2 separate regions of the Mus musculus genome follow, and region 2 is linked to region 1. The links are chromatin contacts, called in public HiCAR-type maps. All regions are on one chromosome and are shown on one strand. The core of a region is the stretch at or near the end of the contact, and the rest is flanking DNA. Distances in the headings are between cores, read along the strand shown.

Region 1 (6,097 bases), core at 2,443-4,942:
TTGATAATCTCTGAATCTCTGTAACCGCCTTCACCTACTGAAGAATGAAACTTCTTTGATGAAGGGCAAGAACTATACTCATCAGGGTAGATGGGAGCATGGACTCTACATAGCATTCTTACAAGTATGTGTATATGTGTATGTGTGGGTTATGTCTGTATTGCATGATACACATATGTGCATGTGCTTGGAGGGCCAGAGGCTAACCTTCAGTATGATTCCTTGGGGGTCATACAGCTTTTCTTTAACAGGATGATTAGGTGAGACTGGCCTAGGGTTCCCCTGTGTCTGAGTCCTCAGCACTGAGTTTGCAAACTCAAACTGTCATGTCTGATATTTATATGTGGGCTTTGGGCTTGAAGGGATTGAACTCGGGTCCTGGTGCCTATGGCAAGTGTTTGCACCGAGCCATCCCCTCTCCATCTCTTTTGCTTCATTCCTATGTGAGCAGCAATGAGTGGGGTCAGCTATTTTTTTTTTTAATCATTGGAAAAAGTCGATAAAAGCTTCCTGAAGGGTTCCAGGATTCCCAGGGAAGCTGTGCTCTGTTCACACACGTTACTGTCTAGTCAGAAGCCAGCTCAGCTCAGGGCAGGAACATCTGACATCACCCCTCAGCCTGGCCCAGCAACCTGGCTGGAAAGCTTGTGGCTCAGAGCAGTGTGCCCGTCAGCACGTTACCCGAGACACGTAGAGTCTAGCTGGCACTGGCTGCTCCGTGCCATGGTGTCAGGAGAGGATGGCCAGACTTCATGAAAGCGGCTCTTTTCCAGAAACCAGGCCCAGTGCTGCTGGTGGCTACACTCCAGAGCGGGCGTGGATGGTCAGGTACTGGATGAACAGCTTAGAGGCTGCCTTCTACTAACTGTGCAGCTTGGACCAGCCTGAAGAGAGGTCTCAGGCTTAGCATTTCCCTCCAACCCATCCTGGTTGTGGTAGCAAGCCCCTGAGCTTGTAGACTAGCAGACAGTTTCAAAGGAAGAAGCACTCACCTTTTCCTTTCTGAAACAGACATCCTGTCAGACGGAGTCTGTTTTGCTTTGAGAGAGTATCTCTGGTGAATCCTGATGCCAAATACAGATGTTGGGGAGAGAGGAAAACAACAATCAGATCAGAACTTAAAATACATTGGAAAATTCCTGGTAACAGAAACTAGCTTCTGTGAGGCCAGGGACTTGCAAATTAAACTCAACAACAAATAGAAATCTGTATGTGGGGGTGGGGAGTTCACCTAATGGAAAGGGGCCAGGCCGCCTGAGCTCTGGGTCCTGCCATGATGGTGCACTTCAGGGCAGGTCCTGACAAAGCCTCCTGGTATGGATGGAAACAGGAATGTGGAGATGCATATGCAGTCTGTGATTCTGTGTTTGTTCTCGCCCTCTACAGAGTAATGGGATAAAGTTTCAGCGTATTCAGGGTTCTGCACATGTAGACTTGATTGTGTGTGGGGAACTGATGGGATGGGACGTGGATTCCTCTGCTCTGTGATGGAGGGGAACAGAGCAGGGCAGGATAGAACAGAAAGCTCACAGTGTAGCCTGATCATGCAGGAAGGTGGGCAAGAGTCTCAGGCTGGCAGAGACCATCATACCTAGACTCTGAGCAGCTATGCCCTGGAGGGAAGAAACAAGCTTGAGGTCTAAGCTGATGTGAGCTGGAAGTTCCCACTGTTTAGAAAGTCAGCCCTGGTGCAAATTTAGCTTATGGTATCAAATAGCCTGGGGCATGTAGGATGCCCACGGTGGATGGTTTTGTGTGGTACCAAAGTCTAGGATATGTCAGGGATGAGGATAGACAAGCCATATCTGGCACCTGGGCCTGGTGTGCACAAAACCCAGTCACATTTCTCACAGAGGGAAATCACCCATGGAAACTTGAGGTCCTTTTCAGATCTGCCTGTGGATGGACCCCTGCTTGTCCCTGCTAGGATTTTTCAGAGGATCGTGGTGGCTGTCCCCATATATACCATACTGAGGCTCAGTTATAAACACTTACAAAGAGAAGGCCAGCTTTGTGGTTTCAGCTGTAGTGTTTACACCCACCCAGAATACTACATAGCCTAACAGCAAACAAACTCATTCATTTTTAAAGGGTTTACCCTTAAAAAACAATAGTAAGGACACCGTATCCATCAGCATTGACCATTTGCAACACACTCATAAAGCGCTGCTCCTACTGAACTTGGAGGCTGAGTAGATAGCAAACAGTATTGGGTTTTGGGTTCTTTGTGTGGCTTATTGTACATAGAGAAGAGGACACCATGTAGAAATGACCTGTAGAAGGTTGTGGCCTGGGTCTATGTTGGATGAGCATAGAGACACCTCCACTGACATCTCATAGGACACAAGAGTGTCTGGTGGGCTGCACTTCGCTTAGAGGAGTGGGTCAGAGGAGAGAGGGTGGGTGTGTTCTATGGAGCCGAATACTTGACAGCGCCTTCTAAAAATTCCCAGAGGTTGGGGTCCAGAGAAGAGCACTCAGTGCCTTTTCTATCTCAGCAGTTAAAGTCAAATCCTTTTTATTCCATCACCCTGTTCTTGGACTTGTCCATAAGATTTTAGTTTGTTAACTTCCTGGTCTAGAATATCCTCCAAGGGTAGGATAGATAAACCACCTTATGATGCCCTGTGACTTGCCTGCTGCTTCGATCTGGCCTACACAATCTGTCTCCATGGAACAATAGATATCGATCAGTACACTTGAACTACCTGATACAGAGTATCTGCATATCTCCATAGATACTAGGTGTCTTAGGGTTTCTGTTGTCAATATAGTGGGAACATGGCAACACATAGGCAGACATGATGCCGAAAATATTACAGAGTTCTACATCTGGATTGGCAGGTCACAGGAAGAGACCATCCTACTAGGGCTGACTTGAGCATTTGAGATCTCAAAGCCCACCTCAGTGAAGTGCTTTCTCCAATAAGGTCACACTTAACTCTAACAAGGCCACACCTCCTAATTTAGTGTCATTCCCTATGTGTCTATAGAGTCCATTTCCTTTCAAACCGCCATACAAGGTATGATGATTAGTGTTACTTGTGAACTTGACAGAATCAAGACCAGCTGAGAGATGGGTTTCTGGATATGTTGGTTGGGGACTGATGTGGATCATTCCTTGGCTGGGACCCTGGACTGTGGAAAAAGGGCACACGGATCACTTATGCAGTTCTTCTTCTGACTGGGGCCATAATGTCTTTTTAGCTTCTGCTGCCTTGACTTCCAAACTGTGGTAGACTGTGTCTCAAAGGGTGAGCTGACATAAATCCTTCCTCTCTTAATTTGCTCTTGTCGGGGCATTTTTTCCCCCAGCAATAGGAAAAGAAACGAAGACAGTGGGAAACAGAAGTTGTAGTGTGGCCTGTCCTGACTGAGAACATCCAGTGTTCATTGAACAGTGGCAGAAGGATACTTCCTGAGATGAAGGCTCTCTTCTCACGTCAAGGGCTGCAGAAAGTGAGGGAGAGTTCAGAAGCTCCACCTGTGCTGGTGGCTGGGTTGGGGGAGCGTGAGAGTTGGCCTTAGGTGTGAAGCTGTACTGTGGAGAACTGCAGTGGAACAGAGTTGGACCTGCAGAGAGGTGCAAAGGGCTCTTCGCTTCATGCATGCAGAGTGCTTACACAGGAGGAAGCAAAGAGCTGCTATTTTAAAGGAGAGCTGCAGTTTGCACTTGCGGCTTTAGGCTTTAGAGCTGTGGTTCTTGGTCAGCCACATCCTTGTATGCAAGTCTCTGAACTCCCCATACAGCAGCTGTAGCACAGTGGGCCAAGGGAAGAATCCAGGAGGTGATTCTGATGCAACAGCTTCTATAGAAATTAGTTCCTAGAGCCTTGCGAGGACACACTGCCTCTTTCTTCAGAGCAGCCTAGGAATCTCCTCTCAGGCTGTGAGTTCAGGGCAAGATTTGGGGGACTGTTCTGAGACACTGAAGCCAAAGGATACCAGCATTTTGTAGGAAAGGAAATAGGAAGAGCAGGTCATTTGGATGTAGTAATAACAAACCCAGGGAGTGAAGATTTCAGTCAAGAATTATAGCAGCTGGGTTAAGAGTCTATTGAGAGATCTGTCTATCCCTGCAGTCTAGGCAACTCTTAGATCAGTGCTTCTCAATCTATGGAACACAATCCCCACACGGGTTACATATCAGACATCCTGCATGTCAGATATTTACATTGTGATTTATAACAGCAGCAAAGTTACAGTTATAAAGTAGTAATGAAATAATTTTATGCTTGGGGGGTCACCACAACATGAAGAACTTTATTTAAAAGGGTTGCAGCATTAGGAAGGTTGAGGACACTGCCTTAGATCATCAGTACTATCCTTAGTATGGGGTTACTGATCAATCTCTGATTCTAGGAAGTAGCTCTGTTCTTTTATACCCTGCCCTTCAGTCAAAGCACCGGATCTGAGATATTTGGGAGTATTCATAGTCTGGAGTCCTGCCTACATTGGAGTAGAGTGGCAAGAAAGACAGATGTGTTGGTGGTTTCATTTTCTTGAGACAAGAATAGGATGATAGGACTGTAGACTAGGTGGTTGAAAGCAACATAAATGTGTTCTGTCATAGCTTTGAAAGACAGGACTTCAAAAATGGCGTGGCAGCAGAGTTACACATTGAAAGGTTAGGGAGGATCCTTCCAAGTCTCTTCCAGCTCCCAGTGTTGTCTGGCTATGATTGACAGTCTTCTCTGCCAACTTCAGTACACTTATAATCACCATGGAGACACATCTTTGTGTGTGTGTGTCTGAGGGAGTTTCCAGAGGGGTTTAGATTATAGAGAGGAAAACCCATCTGGAATGTGGGTGGCATCAGCCCATACTACAGGGTTTGGGACTGAATGAAATGGGGAAATAGAACAAGGTGAAGTGATACCACCATCTATATCTTTGTTTCATCACTATTGATATAACGGGACCAGCAACATTATATTCTAGCTCCCACGATTTTCTTACCATGATGGACCATGCCCTCGAACTGTGAGACAAAGTAAACTACTCTTCCTTCATTTGGCTGCCCCTCCCCCACGCTCTGTCATAGCAAATGAGAAAAGCAAGCTCTACACAAACATCCATGATGCCTCTTGGCTTGTGGCAGCCTCACTCTGCTCTGTCTCTGCTGACCCATTGCTTTTCCAATGAGTCACATCCAAATTTTCCTCTTTTTATAAAGTCGTTAGTCTTATTGGACCAAGCCCCCCCCCCCTTTTAATAATAATGGCTCCTTTTAACTTAGTGTCATCTCTGAGGATTCTATTTCCAAATAAGGTCACATTCACAGGCACCAAGTGTTTAGAACTTAGACTTCCACTTTGAGGGAAGCATAGCTCAACCCACTGTAATGCCAGATGTGAGCGTGCACCCATTCTGTAATTCCACCATTGCTCAGAAGCTCTGAAAATGTTTGGGAGATGGTATTTCTGGGAGAGCTATCAGCAGTCTGTGAGATTATAGTTTGGGTATTTTGTTAGGCTATTACAGGACGAGGTGACCCCAGATGAACTTGGGGCCATTCTTGTGTATGTGTCATGAGCGGTCAGTCCTTGGCGTGTTCTTCATCAACGGCATTACCTAATGTCACTGGTACTGAGGCCAAGGGCATGTTATCCTTCAGGATTTGAGAGCTTGTCTGGGGCCAGACTGAGTTCTACACACTGAGTCACATTGAACCAATGCTTCCGTGTCCACAGGGTAAAGTGGGATTATCTGTGGCTGCTATGCAGAATCAGAGCACCCTCATTTCACCAAGATTTGGTACAAAAGGAAGAGAGAGGGTGACATAGTCTCCTTGGTTGGTAGTTGCAATGCTTTGGAACCGGGTCACATTCTGATGTCTGTTGGATCATAAACACCTGGCCCCTAAAGCAGCCGTAGTTCATTTCATTTTTAAAGAGCGGAATGGCAAATTTAAAATTCAAATTCATAGCAACAGCAGGGAGAGAGCACAGCTATAAAAGTGTTTCAGACTACAGTGTTTTAAATGAAGGTTAATTTCCTGATAAAGTAGGAAATGAAGAAAAAATTATCTCCCTGCACGCAAGCATGGTTTAGAATACTATAGCTCAATTAGATATTCTGCTTGTGCAAACAATCA
Region 2 (6,097 bases), core at 1,660-4,159, 640 kb after region 1:
AATACAGGCAGCGCTAACATAGGCTCTGGGGGTCTGGATTGGAGCTGGGACCTCCAATCCACACCTGCGTTGACATCACCAGGCCTCACCTGCCGGAGCGGAAGGCCTGAGGATCTTGGGGCGCTGGGGGCGGGGGCCATCTGCTCCAGCCCCACAAATGAGTCCTTCTCCCAGAGAGTGAGAGCCGGTTGATTAAAATGCAGCCCGCTGCCAGAGGGCGAGGCGCGCAGCTGGACAGCAGCTTCTCCGGAGCATTTGCAAAAGCCTCTCTCACAGCTGGAGCGACAGTTGCCCCTGCGCCACTGGCCGGCCATTGTGAACTGCAAAGAGTCCTTCTTTGGGCGGAAGCAGAAGTTCACCCAGCTGTCAAATATTTGAAATGTAAAAAGCTCAGGGTGCTGGGGGAAGGGAGAAGACACAGACCACGTCAGAGGAAATGCAAGCTGCCCAGGGGTGGAGGAAGCCGTGGGCTGAGAGTTCACTTTGAGCAATCAATAAGGCCTTCAGAGTCAGAAGAGTAAGACAGTTCCGGAGAGGGCAGAGCCGCCAGAGGCTCAGGATGGCAAGAGCCAGCCGGGGCTGGAAGCTACTCAGATCGCCCCAGCCCCAGTGGTGACAGGGCTTCTGAAGGACAGATGGCATTTCCTGGATCCCTCTTGGCTGCTCCCCTCCTACCGACAGGGTGGTTCCTCTGTAGAACACCTGCTCTGGCTTCATACCCTTTACATTGCACTGTAAAGCTGGGACCCAAAGCATCACTCGGGGCGTGAACCTATAGTGCAGCCTCCCTTCCTGTCTCTGGGTACCACTTCCTTCTCTCCTTGGCTTCCCTTGCTCTCTGGGCAGTCTTCAAAACAAGCTTGGGGTCCAGATCCCTTGCTTATCACAGGACCAGCACAGAGCATCGATTGGTTTTGCTTCCATTTACAGTCCTTAACATTTTAAAACTCCGTATTGACTGTGGCAAAAACTTCTTTATGTAATCCACTAGGAAAGGGTAAAGCTGTCAAACCTGCTAGAATTCCCAGGTCCAGCACAGCAGGCTGATGAAGACCCATGCAGCTATGCTTACACACTCTACTCCAAGTTTCTGAATCCTAAGAGTACCTGAGCAGGCTTTGGGCCAAGCAGGATATCTCTCTTGGGCAGTAGAGGAACCCGAGATGTGTCCCCATCAAAGGCAGGTTCTCTTATTGTCACACTTTTGATTGGCTTGTCTGCACTTTGCAGCCTGCTTGGTGGCTTAGTCTTGCTTCTGTTCCTACACACACACACACACACACACACACACACACACTAAAGCAGGCCTCTTTGCATTTGAGGGTTTTGTTTCTCCCTCTCTGTCTCTGTCTCTGTCTCTCTGTCTCTCTCTGTCTCTCTCTCTCTCTCTCTCTCTCTCTCTGTGTGTGTGTGTGTGTGTGCGCGCGCGCGTGTGTTATCAGGCTTCTTCTTATAAAAAAATGCATAACTATATACTAGTCCCTGTTCACAAAGTCATCACGGTCCACAACATGACCTAAGTGGAACTCACGGAGGTCCTGTCTACCCTCAGCAGTCTCCAGAGGGTTCTGGTTAGCCTGTCTCCACCCTTCTCTGGAGTTGCTACCTGCCACTTCCAGGCTTTACTTAAATCTCATCCTGAAATGTTGGAGTTCAAGAGAAGAGAGATGCAGAGAGCTGTTACCTATCCCAGAGGAGCCAAAGACCACATGTCCATCATAGCGGGCCTGCAAAGCAGGCCTCCCCTCTCTTGAAATGTTCTTGAGGTCTTTACAACGTCTGAACACTGGAGAGGAGCCACACCTGCATTTCTCTTGGGAATGTTCCTCATTTTATCAATGAAATCCAAACAGAATGGATAAGTTCGTATTGGAGAACGGAGCTTGAAGGCAGAAAGGAGTTAGCATCCTACAGCAGCAGGGATGGATGCTCAGCCCTAGGTATGGGGGACTCTGAACAAAGATGGGGTGAGGAACATACAGCTCTTTGAGTGCTATTACCCAGGACCTGGGATGGGGACCTGAGTGGTATCTAAGACAGAAGAAGAGTGCCATGTGACAGAGGTGTGTGGTGGTGGTAGAGTTACAACTTCTAAGAAAAAAGAATGATGTATTTGGCTATAGAAACAAGGAGACCCTCAGTGCTGAAATACTGTTTCTGAGCCAGTCATTCAGTGGACAATAGTGTCATCTGCCCACAATAGTGGACAAATCCATCTTTTTGTCTCCCCAAGACTCCCAGTACAAAGTGGACAGAATTGACCAGGGAACCTCAGAGAATGAGAGAGGAGTTTCCTGTCTCCAACCCTCCCAAGAGTCACAAAGCCAAGCATAGAGAGGGATTTGGATCTGAGGTTCTTTAGCTTCACTCAGTCACTTGCCTGGTGGCTTCTTATGTCATCCCTCAGAGCCTAAACATGATTTTTGTGGCCATAGCAAGACCTCCATCTGAAACTGAGGATCAAGAACTTGCACCCCATTCTGGAATACGGCACCTGCCCATCTATGAGGACTTTCCAATGCACCACGTTGTTAATAAACTGGAGATAGGGAAGGTTTCTATGTTATAGAAATTGCCAATTACATGATTGTTTTCCTATTGCCGACGAAACATCATGAAGGCAATAAAGAGGAAGAGATATAACTCTTTTGTATGATTTACAAATGACTCCAGTAGATAAAAAGAACCTGAGGGCAGGGGGAGAGAAACCAAGTAGAGTGTGCAGAACTTCACCGGGCGCTACAACAAACAATGGGTGTAGAGAAAGTCAGAGCTGGTTTTTGCACAACCAATCAGCCAGCTAGAAAAACAGTAGTGAGTAAAAATACCCTGGCAGGGGTGATGCTACCCATAAAGTCTTGGGGTTACCAAGTAAGATAATGTGTCAGAGACAAACTAGATAGGCAGCAGAGATAGATGCTTCTCTTCCCGGGTGCTGAGAAGCAGCCTCTAGATCCCCAGCCAACGGGGACATTCGTGACTCAGGATGTCATAGTTGTTGCTGATGTTTTACTGTTCTGTTTCTTTATACATAGAGAGGAAATTCTCAACTCAAGTGATCAGTTAGCAGAGTAACAACCATAGAATATGAATTTGGAAATTCATAATCACTTCTGAGGGCAGGCAGAGAGAATAGCTTCAACAAGGTTTTGTATTCAGAGAAATGGGGAATGACAATCAGGGCACAATGATTTGTTGGATATAAATGGGGGTGTAAAAAAAGCCATATATATGTACATAGTAGCCCCTTCCTTTCCTGGGTGGGAATTAGGAATACAGAGGAGCTGTGAGAAGATACCAAGACATCATGATTGACGGATTGATGCTGCCCTTGGGAATTGTAGGCTGAGAGTCTCATTGGTGGGATGAGAGGACTAGGAGCTCAGGAGAGGAGCCCAGGGTGTACCCCTTTGGGTCTTTGGTCTTCACTATTCTCCACTCCACAGAGCAAAGCCATACCAAAATGGGTATTTGAGTATAACCATCCATACATAGAACATCTCTCTTAAGTGTAATTGAAATAAAACTCTCTGGGTGATCAACAAGCCTAAAGACCTTGTCCTGAAAGAGCAACTATGAGACCCCTCAGAGCAACTTTCTAGAGGGGACTCACCTACCCCTGCAGCTGAGTTCCTTATTTACAGCCACATAAAATTCACTAATCACCTGAATTTTGTTGCAACACAGTGCCATCTAGTGCCCAGTCTGGCTAACACCAAGGGACTGTTCCCCAGGGAAGTATTGACTCGCCTCGGAATCTAAGCTTCTGGGCTGGACATCAGGCATTTTGGAAGAAACACTAAGTTTTCTGACCTCCCCTCACTCCCAGCAGGTGGAGAAACTGTGTCTACAGACAGACAAGAGCTCCTGACACAAACAGACCGGAGCTCACATGCTCAAAGCAGTCAAGGTCCTGGTCCTCAAGTTCCAGTCAGAAGCTGTGCCTGTAAAACAGAGTATTCGTCTTCTTCCATGGGGGAAGTCTACTCTCACAGATTTGCCTTTAACTAGGGGTTTGGGTCAATTGTGATGCAGTTAGAAGAACTTGAATAGTCAGCTTGCTTGTTTAATTCATCATTAAAATTTTACATATAAAATAATTATCCTATTTTAAAAAAAACCCTCTGGCTTGAAATTTCAAGACTGGTTTTAGACATACTCTGAGTGGTTAGGCTCAGAATATGTAAGACGGAAACAAAGCATGCGACCCCAGCCCTCAAACACTGCCACACACATTGCAGCCTTCCTGGACTTGCAGGTGGAAGTGATGAGCAGTTCACTACAGGTAAGGCAATCCCTGATCTTGTCTTGCTGCCTTTATGTATCTGCGATGTTCCCTTACTTAAGGGAGACACTTGAGCTTCTAAGCCACACTGAAACCCAGGCGTGAAGCCAGAACTCCCCAGCACATTTTATCCAGGCACACAGGGAGTGTTTTACGTATCTTATCCTGTTAACCTTGCAGCGTTACTTTCAGACATGTGCTGCTTTCTGCATCATACGAATGAGGAAAAATGGGCAAAGAGAAACAAGCATGAATGTGAAGGTGGTCAGCGTGTACATGCCAGTCCTGTGGGTAGATGGGAGAGGGGACAAGGCTCTGAGCCCAAGAAGGCTTTGGGCAGACACAGAAGCTGTTGTGAATGAACTCTGCACCAGTGCCCTGCACCTTCAATGAAGTGCAAGGTAATATAGTTAGGTACATCTGTCTCTGTGCATACATGTCTAGCTCTATATAGGTAGTGTCTGTCATTTACCTCTATTATGTCACCTATCTATCGTCTGTCATGATTTTATTATCTATCTACCTATAATCTACTACCTATTGCCTATCTACTTATATATAATACATATGTAATATGAGTATATATAATGATATATAATATATTATATATGGGTTATTTTAATATATATTATATAAACTCTATCATTATCCTTCTATCATGTACCCCCTATTTTCTATTGTTTTACTATCTATCTATCTATCTATCTATCTATCTATCTATCTATCATCTATTATCTCTTACCTATCTACCTATCACATATGTATAGTGATAGATAATATATGTTACATATGAGATATACAATATTTACTTGTTATATATAATCTCTGTTGCTATCCATTATCCTTGTATAAATTATGTACCTCCCTATTATCTGTTGTTTTATCATTTATTACCTGCCAGCTATCTTTTTCTATCATTTATCTATCACCCATCTGTCTATCCATGTTGCTACCTACCTATCTATCATCTAATGATCACACATCCTACTATTAAGAAGCTATAGGTTCAATGACACCAGTATCTACGAGTCCAACACTGTGATTATTAAGCTTGATGGACTCTATCCTGGAGACATGAATCCTGATTGCTGTATTTAAACTCATCACTTCCTGTCTCAGCTCATTGACCACACGAGCTTTCCAATTTCCTTATGACACATTCTATCTGAAATTAAGACAAAAATACTCCTTCCTAATCCCTCACTACCCTCCATGGTAAAATGACATCACTTGTCAAAGTCCACTCCCACTTCTATCTGTCTTTTCTCCCTCATTGACCTGTATTAGTGAAACGTAGATTGCTTTGATAAGCATCATGACCAAAGGCAACATGGACAGGGAAGGGTTTATTTGGCTTATGCTCCCCAGGTCCTAGTTCATCAGTGAGGGAAGTCAGGGAAGGTCAAGTCAGGGAGCTGGAAGCAGAAACTGAAGCAAAGGCCATTGAAGAACACTGCTGACTGGCTATCGCCTCAGGTTCATATTCAGCCCTGTGATAGCACTACCTACAGTAGGTTGGACCTCACCCCAACCCCCGACATCAATTATTGATCAAGAAACTGCCTCACAGACTTGCCTACAGGCCAATCTGATGGAGACATTTTCTCAGTCAAAGTTTCCTTTTTTCTTAGTGACCCTAGTTTGTGTCAAGTTAAGAAAAATCTGTTTCAACATATACACATGCCATGGTGTTCACACAGTCAGCAAGCCTTCAAACATAATTCTCAGGAGAGTGACAAGTGTTAAAATTGTTAAGGGACCATTTACTATTATATATACTTAACAAGTATTTTTATTTTTATATACTACCTT

The links. HiCAR-type assays count read pairs that join an accessible place to other places.
Region 2: a HiCAR-type map of Th2 cells shows a contact between it and region 1, with 7 times the contacts expected there. The contact joins two enhancer-like sites. A contact is called at or near these places in 18 of 484 Hi-C or Micro-C datasets (B cells, CD4 T cells, CD8 T cells and 8 more) and 6 of 115 datasets of contacts at active chromatin or transcription factors (CD8 T cells, T-cell acute lymphoblastic leukemia, Th2 cells and 3 more).

The regions. Positions count from the first base shown.
Region 1 is chr12:25,427,454-25,433,550 of GRCm38.p6, forward strand. All of the region lies in intron 9 of Gm36723 (a long non-coding RNA gene), which reads left to right. Among named protein-coding and RNA genes, the nearest start is that of Gm36886, 44 kb to the right of the region's middle. Within about 2 kb of position 3,693, at least 46 of the 459 cell types and tissues checked have an H3K27ac peak or open chromatin away from gene starts, as enhancers often do. A contact at or near this core is called in CD8 T cells, Th1 cells, Th2 cells and 1 more, where this site is marked.
Region 2 is chr12:26,068,067-26,074,163 of GRCm38.p6, forward strand. No RefSeq gene overlaps it. Among named protein-coding and RNA genes, the nearest start is that of Gm29835, 92 kb to the left of the region's middle. Within about 2 kb of position 2,910, at least 17 of the 459 cell types and tissues checked have an H3K27ac peak or open chromatin away from gene starts, as enhancers often do. A contact at or near this core is called in CD8 T cells, Th1 cells, Th2 cells and 1 more, where this site is marked.